2 separate regions of the Mus musculus genome follow, and region 2 is linked to region 1. The links are chromatin contacts, called in public HiChIP or PLAC-seq maps. All regions are on one chromosome and are shown on one strand. The core of a region is the stretch at or near the end of the contact, and the rest is flanking DNA. Distances in the headings are between cores, read along the strand shown.

The links. HiChIP or PLAC-seq counts read pairs in DNA pulled down with a chosen protein or histone mark.
Region 2: an H3K4me3 HiChIP or PLAC-seq map of bone marrow-derived macrophages shows a contact between it and region 1, with 5 times the contacts expected there. The contact joins two enhancer-like sites. A contact is called at or near these places in 1 of 115 datasets of contacts at active chromatin or transcription factors (bone marrow-derived macrophages) and 1 of 9 other capture datasets (embryonic stem cells).

What each region holds. Positions count from the first base shown.
Region 1 is chr13:93,352,735-93,358,391 of GRCm38.p6, forward strand. Homer1 (homer scaffolding protein 1) reads left to right here. Exons shown (of 10, transcript NM_147176.4): 5 at 3,206-3,345. Among named protein-coding and RNA genes, the nearest start is that of Homer1, 52 kb to the left of the region's middle. Within about 2 kb of position 2,622, at least 63 of the 459 cell types and tissues checked have an H3K27ac peak or open chromatin away from gene starts, as enhancers often do. A contact at or near this core is called in bone marrow-derived macrophages, where this site is marked.
Region 2 is chr13:94,140,145-94,145,685 of GRCm38.p6, forward strand. All of the region lies in intron 2 of Lhfpl2 (lipoma HMGIC fusion partner-like 2), which reads left to right. Among named protein-coding and RNA genes, the nearest start is that of Lhfpl2, 85 kb to the left of the region's middle. Within about 2 kb of position 3,282, at least 62 of the 459 cell types and tissues checked have an H3K27ac peak or open chromatin away from gene starts, as enhancers often do. A contact at or near this core is called in bone marrow-derived macrophages, where this site is marked.

The DNA.
Region 1 (5,657 bases), core at 1,372-3,871:
TTTTGTCTGTTGGAATCAAAACTAATGGTTGATCAAGAAATGGTTAATCAAGAAAGAGTTAAGGCTGGAAGAACAGGTCTGTGATCCCAAGTACTCTGGAGGTTGAGACAGTGTGATTGTAAAGTATGCCCGGGCTACAGACTGGCTTCAGAGCCAGTCTGGACAACTGGAATAAAGGAGATCCTGTCTTAAAGTAACAGTATGTAAAAACCAGGGTTGAGCTGTATGTAGCTTCGTGATACAGTGCTTGCTTAATGTGCAGGAGGCCCCAGACTCAGTCCCCATTGTTGGGGAAAAATGTTAAGGAATTGAAAGCAGTGGGTAACAACTACTTTGGCAAGTGTCTGTCTCCAAAAACACTTACATTATGATTCATAACATTAGCAAAATTACAGTTATGAAGTAGCAATGAAAATCATTTTATGGTTACAGGTCATCACAACATGAACTATATTAAAGGGTTGTAGCATTAGGAATGTTGAGAACCACCATTTTAAAGGATTCTTACTTAAAAGTTTTATGCTAAAATTCAATAATTTTAATTCTCCCAATATTTTTAATCTAAAACCTCTGAGTATGTTGTTGGCATGAATCCTACTGTCGTCTTCCTAACTATGCTAATAGCCACTCTGGAGGTCCCTGCAGGCTTTACAGCCAGCAGGAGAATAGTCTGGGTGAGGGGAGAATGAAGTTTAGTTCCGCTCCATTAAGAGAAGATTTCCTGCAGTCTGATAGCTTATTTTTGCTGTATTTAAGCAGAGCACAATTTTGGGAAAAAATTTTGATAACAGTTAACTCAGCCCCATGGGTAGTACTTAAGACATGTTCACGTTGAAGCTCTTCTGTCTGTACGATGGATCTTACTGACTTAGAAACAGTGCTCAGGTCGATGGAGAATGGCCGGGGTAAGCCCAGTCCATATGGGAGACAGGATTGGCCTGGCCCTAAGATAGCATAGACCTCACTTAGGCTGTTGTAAAGTACAAATGACTCCTCTCACAAGGATGGGTTTTATGGCCCAGAAGTAGAACTCAAGGTTCAGGGAAAAGTGTCCAGGATAAACAAGTGTAATATTATAGGCAATCTGGGCAGAGCCTGGCCCAACAGGTAGCAAATGTGGTTGTAAACTACACTTCCCCCAGGAATCTGGGAGAACAGCTAAGTGTCTTCTCCCTTTGGAGAGATGAGCTGTGTATTAATGTTTCCTGGCGTCTCCATTGCCTGTCTGTGTATACAAGGACCTTTTGGTCCTTTACAAGTTTTCTTTGGTTTTAAGGTTGGTTTTTTGTTTGGTTTTGTTCTTATTTTTAAGGGTGAGTTTACTTTGGCTTGAAGTTCAAAGGAATATAATTCATTATGGCAGAGAAGGTGAGGCATCTGAAGTCAAGAGGCAGAAAGAGATAAATTCAAGTTAAACCTCGGTACTTGAAAAAATTCCGAATGTCCTATTTTTATATCATTTCTCTGATACATGGTAGTATATGTGATATTATGTTAAAATATGTAGTCTACTATTTATACTTAATTCATCTTTTTATTTTACTTTATAGCCATTTACTTTTCAGACATTTTAAAATTTCATTTGGTTTTAATTAAAATAACTAACCTAGTTTTGTGTTCAAACTTCAATAATTTGCATAATGTTTAGTCCACTTATTTATTTTGTTTGGCATAAACAGTCTTGAAGGCAAATACAGCTGGCTCTTGTTAAGCATTTAATGCAGTTAACCGAGTAGAACAGTGAAAAATATAGAAGGAGAGTGAAGGTTAACTTGAGTCAGTCAGTGCATTTCCCATCATGAGCTTGGGCTGGAAAGGCGGCTCAGCAGTTAAGAGCACTTCATTGTTCTTACCCAAGACTCATTCAGTTTCCAGGACCCATGGTAGGAAGCATACAGTACCATGTAACTTCAGCTCTAGGGGAGCCAAGACTCTCTCTCTTCTGGCCTCTGGGCACATAGATACACACACACACTCACTCTTCCTTACACATAAATTAGGAAATAAATCTTTTAAAAAAAAATAGTGTACTGGGATATGTTCCTAAGTGTTTTGCTAATCTTTACTGTTGACATAATTAAAAGTTTAAGTTAATTTATTAATTTTTAATTAATTAAAATTAAATTGCTAGATTTTATATTTAGAACTCTGTCAAATCTTCAATGATAAGTCTGTTAATTTCAGAATTAAAGTAAAGGTGCCTCTTGTCAGACAGGAATAGAGGAAATTACGGCCTTGTTACATGCTGTGCGTGCGTGCACTGTGCCCTGTGTAAAGAACTGTCACAGCTGCCAGGAAATGGGTTTCAGGACAGTGGTTCTGAATGCTGACAAAATATAGGAAGTAATTTATAAGAGAATATAACAGGGCTGCCTGAAATCTCAACTCCATCTTCTTTATATATCAAACTTTTAAAGTGTCTCCCTCAACTTTCCTGTCAAATTTGTATACAGAAAAGAGAGCTATTGACAGCTTTATTGCAGTATGAAAGAAGGAAGTAGAATAGATCCTTTGTGAATGTTAAGTAATAAAGCGCCTGCTTCGGTTTAGCTAAAAAGGATGAAACTAAAGAAATTTCATTTCCTGCTTTCTTAGGATTAGTGCAGAGCCTAGTGAGGAGCAGCGGGGCTGCTCATGCATGCCTCCACCCTGCCTGCATCACGCACGGCGCCGCTTGGGCCAACCTTGAGCACGTTGTCCTCCTGACTCAACCTCTTTTTTTTTTTTTTTTTTTTTTTTGGTATTGTTTTTTTTTTTTTATTTTTTTTATTTTTTTTTATTTTTTATTTTTTTTTTTTTATTTTTTTTTTCATTTTTTTTTAATTAGGTATTTAGCTCATTTACATTTCCAATGCTATACCAAAAGTCCCCCTTACCCACCCACCCCCACTCCCCTACCCACCCAGAGTGCTGGGACTCCCTGCAGTTACCACCTTTATTCTGTTTAGTTACCTTTATTAACCCATCAGGTTTTTGAAATTATATTTCTAAATTGTTATCTTTACAATTCATTATATTTTCATTAATTTCCTTATGAATTGATTTCCTGCCAAAATAATTGTCTTTTTTTTAATTTAATTAAAATTTCAACTGCCATTTGATTCATCACAAAGAATTCATTTAGATGAAATTGTGTACTTGAACAAAAGTGTAACACTTTAAAACACTCTCTTACTCTTTCTTTTCCTCTCTCTCTTTTTTAAAGGAATCAGCAGGAGGAGATCTTCAGTCTCCTTTGACACCAGAAAGTATCAATGGGACAGACGATGAGAGAACACCCGATGTGACACAGAACTCAGAGCCAAGGGCTGAGCCAACTCAGAATGCATTGCCATTTCCACATAGGTACACATTCAATTCAGCAATCATGATTAAGTAAGGTGGATAAATATGGAAGTTCATTTGGTTTCAGAAACTCTTGAAGTTACAACCTTTGAGTGAAAAATCTCAGGTCAGACTCCTTTAATTTATTGTTCTTGGTTGCTCAAGTTGACTGAATTACTATATTTCCATTATCTATGTGGAAAAAGGAGCATTGAGCTAATTATAGGAGAAATTTTTTAAATGGAGAAAATATAATTCCTTTCTATCTATATTTTAAAGATCCCTTTTGTTAACCCGTTTTCTGTTTTTATATATGTTATGTAAGATTTATAATGTGTAATTAGAAACATAGAATTTCTACTCTGAAGGAAAGCTTTACCACAGGCCTACAGAGTTTTCACAGAAGACAGGGTACCAAGCACGAGCCTGTTAGCATTGATGGCAGATGCCAGCAGAAGGAAGGCTTGACTTCCTAATTCTGTATTCTAAAAGATACATCATGTTCTAAATGCATTTCAAACATTAGTTATTGGCCGTACCGTGGCATTACTGGACTGTAAACATGAATGTGAAATGGCACTATTGAAAATATTTTTTTAAAGCCCATCTACCTTAACACTAATTTTTACCCTTATTTAAATGCTTTTTACTAAATAGTTTTAGGTAAAATTAAGAAAATAGGGGTTTTTTGACTGCACATTTTTTTGAAGAACCAAGTTTTAGAAAATTATATTCTTTGACAGATTAAAAATTGCAAAGTGAGATATTTCAAACTCTCCTAGGTGAGTTTTTATTGTGTTTGAACTGCATTAATAGGGGCATAGGATTAAACATACTAGACCAGCATGGAAGATTTTTCTTAGCAGGCTGTGGAACAAGGAAGTTAGGGATGACTCTTAAGAATATATGGGAACTTTGGAATGTAAGGACACTCTGCTGCTAATGCTCATAATTCTCTATGAGATGGTAGACATTTTGAAGAAAGTTGTTCATGATTTTAATTACTGTAGTGCGAGTGCTTTCTTTCTCTAGCTATAAAGGTAGCTGGACACGGAAAACCTTTATCCCTCCGTCTGACTCCCACACATTCATATTCATTTAGTGACCATAGTCTTTTAACAAAAAAGACTGCAGTTCTTTGATAGCATTACAAAAATTACGTTATTTAATTATAAAGAATGTTATTTTAGGATAAAATCTTAAAATACTTTAACTCTAATAAGGACGGGAACATTTCCTACCTATTAAGTAGTCCTTTACATTCCCAATGGAAAGAGTGAACTGCACTAAACATCTACTGTATACTTGGTTTAACACCAAATTGAGACATCTGCACTGAATACTATGACATTTAGGAATAAGAATTTTTAAATTTAACATTTGAAGAAGCTACTTCTAGTTTATAACCTCAATTTTTCTAAATGTTTACTGTTTTGCTAATCTCATTGTATTGGTATTGCTTCCTTAGAATTGGTCCTCATCGTGATTTCCCTGTTCTTGAGTTCCTGATAGGAATCACTTTTACCTTAAAGACACTGCTCCTGTGACTTGTTATGGAGGACCTAGATTAATTTAAGTTTATAATTATGGTAAAGGCATTTTATAATCATATAGTTTTTCTTATTATTTTAAGAATTTCCAGCTATAGCATCTTATGAAAGTATTCCTCAGATTTTATGATTCTGTATTCATTTACTTCCTTGACTGAAATAAAGATTTCCATGTGAGGTAGTTTATTTACAGCTACTGCAAAAATCCCTGATTGTCAAGGTAGAAGAACTCAGAGTTGGTGTAATTTAAGATTTCCCACACTATAATGTTTTCAAATAGGTTTTCCATGCTTCTGAAAAAGAAGACAGTGAAGTTCACTGTAGTAAGTGTTTCGGTGTCAAGCGTTTATATGTGCGTGCTGAGTTACAATGTAAGGCAGCACAGTGTGGAAGCACATGCCTTTGGCTTATTGTGAGAAAACTAGATCTTTACATTTAGTTTATGTGTCCTAGGTCCAGTTGCTCATTAGAAAGTACTTTAATTTGATAGCTCAGTTCTTCCAACCCTGCCCTAGTATGTATGTATGGGTGTGTATATATATATCATAATACATGTAATATATACAGTATATATGTGTGTGTGTGTATATATATATATATATATACACATATACATATATATATATATACACACACACACGCTATACACACACACACACACACACACACACACACACTATGTAAGTACCTATCTGTAAGGACCTATATAGAGTTGAGATTAGCATTTCATGAGTTAGAAACAGGAAGAACATTATAATTAATATTACCTAAGTCTAAAGTACC
Region 2 (5,541 bases), core at 2,032-4,531, 790 kb after region 1:
ACAAACCCAGAGGCCAGAGAGCTTGTATGTTTCTCCCGCATTGCCAGGACAAACAGCCTGTCAGTTCTTTCTCCTAGAGACTTGGAATTCCTAGCAGGGAACGTTTGACTCATTGTCCCTGAGAAATGAGAGTTAGCGGGAGGGAGCAACCATGCACAGAGAGGAAATGAGTCCTCTCTCCACTTGGGATTGCAATGCAGATGAATTCCATATTTTTGTTAGGGAATTTTTTTTTTTTCTTCAAGAGGAAAGAGCGGCTAAGTGACTGACCTAGTTTCTGGAAAGCAGACTGACACACAGTCTGTTGAGATGGTCAGTTAGTGGCTTTTTGTTTTTAGTTCTGGTGTGTGTGTGCATGCAAAGCGCATGCACATGTGTGTTTATGAAAACAGCCCAGAACTTACTGGAGTACCTCTCTGTCTCTGGCTTGGCTTTCCTGCTAAGGTGATCAGACTGGCTGTCAGGCTGCTTCCAAACTGCTGTGGTCAGCAGAGCTGTGGACTTCGGCTGTGTCTGTGTGGATCCCTCACGTGAGGTCTCAAGCAAAAGCACCAAGCTTTTCTCCTGCTAGCAATTGCAACAGATGTGTGTGGTGCCACATGTCCCTGTTAAAACAATTGCCAACTTTATATACTCTCCCCTGTTCCCTACTGTGTAAGCCCGGGAATGGGTAAGGCTGGTACTATCCTGTTTAAAATAGGCTGCTTGTGATGTTTCAAGATAAAGACTCTGAACTCCTTTCTCTCCCACCTACCATTCAGCCACACTCATCCTGTACAAGGATATGGTGTATAGAATAGGACCATACCATCGCTGTCCTTGTGAGTTTAGTGCCCATAGCTGCATGAGCAGTGGAGGGCCAACAGCTTGGAACCCAAAATAAAGAAATCCACTGCCTCTGGGAGGCTGAGCTGGTGAGTCAGGCCTCTTGATCCTGTCTAGGTGCTAGAGAGCAGTCAGCAGTTGTCTGGTGCCCTCCTCAACATTTTTCCCAAGAAGCAGAGAAGAGCCTGCCTGCCTGCCAGCCTGCCCACCTGTCTACCCATCCACCAGTCCACCCTGCCTGCTTCTCCCACCTGGTCCTCTAGAACTAGCATTCTGAGCCTCTTCCATCTCAGCCCGGAATTGTAAGAAACAAAGGTGCTGACCGCCACACACAGCCCCCCTTGCTCCCAGCTCCTTCCCAGGCTGTCAGCCACCTTCTGTTGTAATGTGATGGTGGCCGTACATTTGACCTGGCCTTTTTGTCTTTATCACCATGGCCACCTCTCATTGTGACCCTGACCTTCCAGGTATATGTACCTGAAGGTGACCCAACTAATTGAAGACTGCCTGGGTCTTGCTGTTTCCTGGAACTCCTGTCCCCACAGTAGCTGCTGGGGACATCCCAGCTCTGTGCCTGCACCCAGGGGGCTTTGCTTCCTGAGTCTGAGGATTGGTTCTCTGGGCGGGCCTGGGGCAGATCTCTTCCATCAAATTCCATCCTCAAAGAGACACACCCTCGGAGTGCTCCCCCCTCCCCCCAGTGCAGGCTGCTCAGAGCTCTAGGGAGACTTTAAAGCGCCTTACTGGATGCTCATAGGTCTCATGAAAATAGTAGGTGAGACCAGAGGACTGACCATTAAGGGGTGTGTATGCTGCTGTGAGGTGAGGGAGAAGAGGCCTGCTCTGAAGTGCCCTGGACTGTGTAAAGGAGTCGTGGTATTAGATAAAGACCAGGTCCTCTTCAGAAGAGCGGTAATATTGATGGACATGAGCTAGATCTCAAAGGGCAGTTAAGGAATTCGACAGTTAGGGGAAATGGAGCTGGAAGAGGTGCCCGTATGAGCAGAGCAGAGGATGGACCCAGCCTCCTGGAGCTTTGCTGGGTAGCAGTAAGTAGGATCTGGTATGAGCAGGACTCACACAGAATAGCATGGCCAAGAGGAGCCACGTAGGGCTCACTGGACATCCCGGCAACTAACTCAGGAATGCCCTTTGCTTGGTGATAAGACCAGGGCTTCTGTAAGTAGCAGTGGACTGGACGTATCTGACCCAGTTCCTGAGAGCCACAGCATATTTCCCACTCAGAAACGGAAGCCTCCCAAGGAGCCTCCTGGAGAAAGCAAACCCCACCCCATCCCCGAGGTGGGGTGGTAATGGGAGGCCTGTTAGAGACTGCTGCCTTCTCTCTTAAGGCTGCATCAGAGCCATCGCCGTAGAGCAGAATTCATTTCAGAAGGGACTGCAAGTAATTGGACACAAGCTTAATGACGTAGTTGTTTAAAACAATCCAAAAGTGGCCGAGTTACTTACTTTCTGCAACTTAAAGATTCTGGAGTTACATGGTGGCCCCCCTCTTTTTCCAACACAGGAATATATTTTTAAAAAGAAAAGTGCTTTAAAACACATACACACACACACACACAGAGTAGTCTGATTTTTTTCTGTGTGTGTGTGCTAGGCAGGCAGGATGTGTGAGGGACTATGGCCCTGGGTCCTGCTTTCCAAGGTTTCTTTTCTTTGTTGGGGGTCAGGGGTGCTAGGATCAAATTCAGGGCTCCAGGCACGGAAGGCAAGCCCTGCACTACTAAGCCATGTTCCTGGCCAATGAAAGGTGTTGGTTTTGTTTTTAATGGGTTTTTAGCTTAGTCATTCATGTGTTTATTTCCTATTTCCCCTTCCCTGTGTCACTGGATCATCCACTCGTGGACAGCTTGGGACCCGTTTTCGTAACTTTATCAGGGACCAGGTCTTTCAAACCTCACTGTAAGAGTATCTTAAGGGACTCCCACTCCTCCAAGAGCTTTGTCCCTAGAGTGGCAAGGAGCCTCAGAAAGAGTGGACAGGCCACAGCAGAGTACACAAGGCATGGCTTCTCAAATGCGACTTTCATTGGAAATGGGAGGCCATGGAGGCTCCATTGGGCCCTGGCCCTAGCTCTGGTTCGGTAATCAAGGAATACTTGGAAAATGCTACCTCCCCCATACACCCCCCAGTTCCCAACCCCCACTCCTCCCACCGCCACACACCAGACGCTCTTCCTCAGGCTTCCCACCACTCCCACCCAGAGACCCTAATGATTGCTCGTTTTCAAGGCAGGTCCTGGGAAATGGCACACATGAGATTGAAGTGAAGTGGAGATGCAGGGGTGGCTGAGAGGCAAGATTGCAGACTCAGGGTGATTTATCAAGCAGGTCATTAAGGGACAGGCTCCCAGCTTCCTCTAAGTGGGAGGCAAAGAGTCTTCTGTCCCTTTGTTCTTCCTGCCAAGATTGGTGCTGTTTTCCTTCATGGGGACCTCGGGCTCTACCCAGACGCGTCCCTGACACGTCCCTCGATAGCTCTGTCTGCCACTGCTAGAGGTCAGCATTGCTCCTTCCTTACCAAGGCTGCAGGCGCATCGCAGGCAGCGGGAGCTTTCTTGTTGCCAAGGGCTAAGGGTGCAGAGTAAAAGGGTGGAGTCTGCCTGGCAGGCATCATGGGGGTCAGCCCTGCAGAACCCCTTTAATAAGGCCCTGTCCAGCCCACAGAGGAAGAGCTTGTTTGGGGTGTAGCTTACTTTTAAATGCTGTGATTAGAGACCATGACCAAAGTAACTTACAAAAGAAATCATTTAAATGAGGGCTTGCTCACAGTTTCAGAGGGTGAATTCATGACCATTATGGCAGGAGAGGGGCGGCAGGCAGGCAGGCAGGCAGGCAGGCAGGCAGGGCACTGGAGCAGTAGCTGAGAGCTTCCACATTGGCACAACCCTGAAAGCGGGGTTGGGGGCATGAGCCTGTGTGCTAACCAGGAATAGTTTTGAAACTTCAAAGTGACAGTAGTGAGTGAATGCTTAAAGAGATGCCACAGATAAAAACACTCCCAGAGACCTCCCGGCTCAGAGATGCCAGACACGACATAGTTCTGAACGGCTCCTGCTGCTGACCACCAGGCCCTCGGCAGTTTGAGAGGGACAACTGAGTCCAGAGCTGTGACTGATATTTTGGAACTGAGAGGAGGAGCTTGGTCGGAAGCTGTCGACTGAGGGAAGACGCATCATGTTTCTTCTGTCCGTTTTGCAGTGTTGGCAGATAAAATTCTGCAGCCTCAGGATCACCAGTTAGAGCCTTTTTAAGGAAACAAACAAGACAGTGACCCAGTTCAGTCCCTCTTCATTTATAACACTGTGCATGAACCAAACAGTACCAGAGGTGACTGGAAGCTTTCCATACCATGGCTTAGTTAACGTAAAAACATGCCTCCTTAGCACACAGGCAGTGTGGGTCATGCTTGTCAGTTGCTTAGCATTTGCTGGTATAAAATGAATGCAAAATGGGGAAGGGAGGGGAAAGAAGGAAAGAGAGTGTTGGGGGGGGTTCATCTGTGCATTTTGAAGACCACCTGTCTTAATCAGCTTTGAGCCACTCAGCTTTTCTGGAGAGTCACACAGCCTGTGTGACATACTAGGAGATCATTCACTACTGAGCTGTGTGGTCCCGACCGAGTGCCCTGTGAGATCAGAGAAAGGGGAGGTTTGCGTGGGCTGACACAGAATGAAAAGTACTTACTAACTTTGAAGAGAGACAGACGAAAACTTAAAAAAAAAAAAATAATAACAACAGTGATGTGTTTGGCCGGTTCTTACAGAAGCTTGGTGAGTGAGGTGAGGCGGGGGAGGGTGGGGGAGAACCCGGAGCAGGGATGTGACAGCTGTGTGGTTTTACGCCTTACTCCAGCCTCCATCTCAGGTGCTGATGCTCACGGCCTGGCCCTCGCCCACCACAGGCTAAAGTACCTTATTATCTGACCCAGTGTTGACCATATGGCAGGCCTTTTCCAGAGAGGTTGAGGGTGGTAGTCAGAGGAGATAGAAAAGTGGCTCAGATAACGAATATATTCCGAGTGCCAACTGTGTTAATGAGTACCTCACCGTCACTGCTCACTGTCACTGAGGCATTCTGCATACTCGCCATGTGTCAAGCCCTTACCTTCTATTTCCTACCATACGGCAATGAAGAAATAGTAACTGCTTCAGGGGCCTCTCTCTCTCTCTCTCTCTCTCTCTCTCTTGAAAAAGATTGATTTATTATTATAAATAAGTACACTGTAGCTGTCTTCAGACACACCAGAAGAGGGCATCAGATCTCATTATGGGTGGTTGTGAGCCACCATGTGGTTGCTGGGATTTGAACTCAGGACCTTTGGAAGAGCCCTTAGTGCTTTTACCCACTGAGCCCTTTCCCCAGCGGCATCTCTCTTTTGTTGTTGTTACTATAAAAATGTGCTCTAGGACGGTGATGTAGCTCGGTGGTCAGGTACTTACCTAACATATTTCAAGGCTCTGGATTCAATCCCTAGCATTGAAAAGAAAGAAACAAACAAACAAACAAATGAAGAAAATAAGATAGATAAATCAAATGAACAAATAAACAAAGTTTCTAGTCTGCATAAAGATAAAAATGTTTCCATAGCTCTGAAGGCTGGCAAGTTCATGCTAGGTGGCAGCATGGATACCTGCCTGTGGCTGCTTCTTGCTTCCAAGATGGGGCCTTGCTGTTGTATCCTTGTTTGGTGGAA